Regions from separate parts of the Xenopus tropicalis genome. Here region 2 is linked to region 1. Evidence: chromatin contacts called from public Hi-C data. All regions are on one chromosome and are shown on one strand. The core of a region is the stretch at or near the end of the contact, and the rest is flanking DNA. Distances in the headings are between cores, read along the strand shown.

Evidence for each region. Hi-C and Micro-C count contacts between places; a contact is called where the count stands out from the background.
Region 2: a contact with region 1 is called in a Hi-C map of neurula embryo, with 2.5 times the contacts expected there. The contact joins the promoter of aar2 here to the promoter of myl9 in region 1. A contact is called at or near these places in 3 of 5 Hi-C or Micro-C datasets (gastrula embryo, neurula embryo and tailbud embryo).

The regions. Positions count from the first base shown.
Region 1 is chr10:39,601,348-39,604,047 of UCB_Xtro_10.0, forward strand. myl9 (myosin light chain 9) reads left to right here and starts at 1,400. Exons shown (of 4, transcript NM_001102780.1): 1 at 1,400-1,466. lpin3 (phosphatidate phosphatase LPIN3) reads right to left here and starts at 1,633. Exons shown (of 20, transcript XM_012952852.3): 1 at 1,602-1,633.
Region 2 is chr10:39,758,618-39,761,454 of UCB_Xtro_10.0, forward strand. aar2 (AAR2 splicing factor) reads right to left here and starts at 1,343. Exons shown (of 5, transcript NM_001112968.2): 1 at 1,301-1,343; 2 at 1-163. The coding sequence starts at 161.

The sequences.
Region 1 (2,700 bases), core at 150-2,649:
GCCCCAGCGCCCTTTACACAATTGCTCCCCCTTGTATACACTATATAGTGTGCACCCCCATCACTTCTTGCCCCTTACATCGGCCCCGTACAGCTGCGCCTCTCTATAGCATTGGCCCCGTACAGCTGCGCCTCTCTATAGCATTGGCCCCGTACAGCTGCGCCTCTCTATAGCATTGGCCCCGTACAGCTGCGCCTCTCTATAGCATTGGCCCCGTACAGCTGCGCCTCTCTATAGCATTGGCCCCGTACAGCTGCGCCTCTCTATAGCATTGGCCCCGTACAGCTGCGCCTCTCTATAGCATTGGCCCCGTACAGCTGCGCCTCTCTATAGCATTGGCCCCGTACAGCTGCGCCTCTCTATAGCATTGGCCCCGTACAGCTGCGCCTCTCTATAGCATCGGCCCCGTACAGCTGCGCCTCTCTATAGCATTGGCCCCGTACAGCTGCGCCTCTCTATAGCATTGGCCCAATACAGCTGCGCCTCTCTATAGCATTGGCCCCGTACAGCTGCGCCTCTCTATAGCATTGGCCCCGTACAGCTGCGCCTCTCTATAGCATTGGCCCCGTACAGCTGCGTCTCTCTATAGCATCGGCCCCGTACAGCTGCGCCTCTCTATAGCATTGGCCCCGTACAGCTGCGCCTCTCTATAGCATCGGCCCCGTACAGCTGCGCCTCTCTATAGCATCGGCCCGTACAGCTGCGCCTCTCTATAGCATTGGCCCAATACAGCTGCGCCTCTCTATAGCATTGGCCCCGTACAGCTGCGCCTCTCTATAGCATTGGCCCCGTACAGCTGCGCCTCTCTATAGCATCGGCCCGTACAGCTGCGCCTCTCTATAGCATTGGCCCCGTACAGCTGCGCCTCTCTATAGCATTGGCCCCGTACAGCTGCGCCTCTCTATAGCATTGGCCCCGTACAGCTGCGCCTCTCTATAGCATTGGCCCCGTACAGCTGCGCCTCTCTATAGCATTGGCCCCGTACAGCTGCGCCTCTCTATAGCATTGGCCCCGTACAGCTGCGCCTCTCTATAGCATTGGCCCCGTACAGCTGCGTCTCTCTATAGCATTGGCCCCGTACAGCTGCGCCTCTCTATAGCATTGGCCCCGTACAGCTGCGGCTGGATCGCAGTTCTGCCCCATATAAGGAGCAGCGGCCGTTCCCCCAGGGCACCCAGCCTTGTTTAGGGGGCTCCCTGTGCCGGAGTGGGGCTGACAGCTATAAAAGGCAGAATATCCTGTGTTTGGGTTTGGATCTCCCTGTCCCTCATATGCCTGCATCCTCCTCAAATTCCTTCTCCTTGTATGGCCAAATCCCAGGCGGGAGGGCAGGCTGGGGGGGGGGGGTTAGGGCCACATCCCACATTGGCTGCCTTCCTCCCATGCTATTAGGATCAGAGTAAGTTAGTGCAGAGCTTCCCCGGCTCCTGAGCAGCCACACTGAGCGGCACTCACACTCATAGCAGGTAAGGCTCACTGGCATGTACTTACCGGATGTGTGGGTCAGTCCCTGGCACAGCTGGTACCAGCACCCTGCTCCTTCCGCCTTCTCCCTGCGCTGAATCCCCCTAAACTTCCTCATTCTCACTAACATTACTCACCCAAAGTCTGGCACTGCCGCCAACCTTTCCTCTATCACTGCCACATCTGCTTGGAGGCAGATCCTGGAAAGGAATGTAACAGTAATTGTGCCTAAATGCTAGGTTGCATAGAGCAGAGCTGACTTTGAGGGTTGGGGGAGGCTGTCAGTGGATTCTGGGAGTTGTAGTTCAGTAAGAGCTGCAGGTTAAATCATAGATAACAGGGTATTTGCTCTCAGATGAAGACTGTGCTGTGGGGCATTGAACCCTATGTTACTTTCACAAGGGATATCAATGTACAGCTATGTTTATTTGCTAATTATTGGGGCTATGCATGCAGAATTCTGTTGGTAAATAAATCATCTTTTCTATGAGGCACAGAAGGATTACATGTCAATGTAAAGGCCAATGACTGGATCATTCTGTGGGTCCATGGGGGCCCATTGGGCAAGGATGGCGTCAGTACCCCTGTGTAGTCCTCGCCCGATGGCATTATTAAACCTTTAAAGCCAGATTTTTGGGCAGATATTGGTTGGGAAGGCAATTTTGAGCGCCCCATTGTATTTGATCTGCAGGGGCAGCTTTTATTTGCCCCAGGGGCTTTGAAGCCAAGCAATTCCGGGGACTGGAGTATGATGCAGCTGGAAAATAGTTAGTTATTTGGGGGGGGGGGGGAGGATACCGCCTGGGAAAATACACGCTATTGCTATCTGATTGCGCAACAGGCTCATCTCCGTGACATTGCGGCTCTGGGGCATATAGCTCTGCCTAGGGTAGTGCCATATAGAATTATAACACTATAACTTGTATGTATCATATGACTGTGTATTATAAAGCATATATGCCCTGTTGAAATATATATATAGTGAATAATGCACCCCCTGTTGTAAAATATAAGGATATTAAAATTCAACTTAGAGTTCCATAATATATATAAATATACTTCGCCTGTGCCCATATATTATCAATGGCACAGTGGGTGATTCCAAGCATTTTGTAGCACGGCATGCAGGCATAAAACACTTAGAACTCACCCCCCCCCCAGGCATTCCTATGGAATATTCCTAAATTGCCTACACCCACTATAACATTAATGGGAAACAAAACACGTAGAATAACC
Region 2 (2,837 bases), core at 93-2,592, 160 kb after region 1:
GGCACCATTTTTACACCTCTAAATCGAGGTCCCACTTGCCAGCTATTATAGTCTATGCCAAATTCAGAGCCTTCTGGTACCCCCAATATCACCAGGGTTGCACCTTCAAAGAACAGCTGCCGGGCAAGTTCAGGATCCATGTCTGTTGAAGGGGTGTCCATCTCTATAAAAGGAAGTTGTTAAAGGTTATTCATTAATTGGTTTTCTAACGCTTTGTATTCTCAAACATTACCAGTTTATCTTTGGGGGGTATATAGACATGTTTTAGGGTTATGGACACAGGGCACGGTGGCTGTCCCAGCAACAGGGACACAGAGTCCTGGGACACAGGGAACCCACTTCCTGTTACACTCCCCAGAAACAATGCTGTTTTGCCTAAACATGCTCATACTGGGAGGGAGCTCCCAGTGAGGGTGGCCATGTTTGGTGACATGCAATAACTGAATCTCCTGCCTCGCTCATTATACCTATGCCTGTGACATCACACTCCTGTGCATAAATTAGAGAGCTGGGATTCTACAGCTTAGGGTCCCAACATGGCCATCAATATAGAGGGGGGGGGGCAAGTGGTGGGTGTTGAGTAAAGTTTGTCTAAAGTTGATGATTTCAGAGCAGGCAAGGATTCCTATATAGAGCTTTCTGCTCCCCCAGAGTTTCCCTTCTTCTCTTGCCTCTGCTCAGTAATATGCAGAACCACCCCCAACCCTTTCTCTGGCTTTAGGGCTCATACTCACAAGTGGTTTTGCTTGTGAGTCACAGATACAGGGACAGCAGAACCCAGAGTGACAGATACAGGGACAGCAGATCCCCAGAGTGACAGATACAGGGACAGCAGATCCCCAGAGTGACAGATACAGGGACAGCAGATCCCCAGAGTGACAGATACAGGGACAGCAGATCCCCCACAGAGTCACAGATACAGGGACAGCAGATCCCCCACAGAGTCACAGATACAGGGACAGCAGATCCCCCACAGAGTCACAGATACAGGGACAGCAGATCCCCAGAGTGACAGATACAGGGCCAGCAGATCCCCAGAGTGACAGATACAGGGACAGCAGATCCCCAGAGTCACAGATACAGGGACAGCAGATCCCCAGAGTGACAGATACAGGGACAGCAGATCCCCAGAGTGACAGATACAGGGACAGCAGATCCCCAGAGAGTGACAGATACAGGGACAGCAGATCCCCAGAGTGACAGATACAGGGACAGCAGATCCCCCGTTAGACAGGGAGGAAGGACACACTAGTTGCCAGACTGATACCCCTGACACAATAAACCCACCCTCACTACATACCTTTAGTACTGTAACAGCCTGTAGGCAGAACAGCTCACATTCGTACCCGGAAGCAGAAAAGCTTTCCCTGTGCAGCACAATAGCCCTCCCCCTGGAAACCCGACCCTATGAAATAATGGTTCCTATAGTTAACTGTCCGCAACATTTCCAAATCCCTGTGTTCTGGAACATTATAGAGCCTGAGCGCCTCAGACTGAGAGGCACAACTAGAAGGGAAGCAGTAAGCACTGCTGTAAAGGTCGAATTGTTCTAATAAAAACACAGTTCCAGGGGGACACCGGCACTGAAGGGTTAATACCACCTTCTGGGGGGGGGGGGGGGAACTGGAACTTATGGGAGGAGGACACAACTCCCCTTCAGGGAGTTTTCTATTTATTTTACTTTATTTTATTTGACTTTTTATTGTTTATATTGCATCTCTCCTTTTCCTTACAGGAGATCTTGGGCAGGAATCATGGTTCAGCCCCCAGACATGTATGGAGCTCTAGAGAAGGGCAGGAGCTCTGGTTAAGTCCCTTCAGCAACTGGGGGAAGGGGAGCTGCTCACCCCCCCCCCCTCACTTCACGCAGGTTGCAGGTTCCCCCTATGGACTGGGACCCTGGGGCTACTGCTGGCAGAGATAGCCAGCATCCTTGGGCTACATGGGCAGGATTTGGTGCTCCGCTGCTGTATGTGGTTTGGCAGCGCAGGAGGGTGGGAGCTAGTGATGTGTCGGTCAAGAAATCCTCGACTCGAACTTGCCCACTCCCAACCCTAACCTGCCCACTCCCAACCCTAACCTTCCCAACCCTAACCTGCCCACTCCCAACCCTAACCTGCCCACTCCCAACCCTAACCTGCCCACTCCCAGCCCTAACCTGCTCACTCCCAGCCCTAACCTGCCCACTTCCAACCCTAACCCTGCCCGACCCGGCTTCTTCCCTCTGTAGACCCGCACCTGCCCCACATGTGCCTATAAATTAGAGAGCCGGAAGAGGAAGCCGGCAGTGTAAGGTCACAGGTGGGGAAGGTGAGTGCAACCCACAATTGATGTGCCAAGGTTTGGCCGAACCCACCAGGAATCCTATTACCACACAGGTTTCTTTTCTTGATTGCACCCAGTGTTGCGCTAGACTTCGGTCTCCATTCCTGAGCCTCCCTGGGTACGCAAGCTAGCTCATTCACTGGCCTCCTTGCAGGGTCTTGACAGACTCCCTAGATAAACTGTTTGCTTCCCAGTCTCCTACAGGTTTTTTGGGCAAGCGCAAACCCCCAGCCATTTCTATTCTTCCAGACTCTGGCAAGGAGTCGTAACTTGCTAAGGAAGGTCAATTCTCAGAGGGCTTATCTGATGAAGACTCCCCTCAGAGAGCCAATGAGGTTCCTAATTGAGGCCATCTCAATGTGTCTGCCCCTAGCTCTGCAGACCCCCCCAAGGATCTCTTCAAGCAACAGAAGAAGACCTCTAGAGTCTTCCCCTGACACGACCAACTCAGTCATCAAGGACGAATGGGCCTTTCCAGATAACAAGAAGTCAGATGCCCTACTCACCATCCC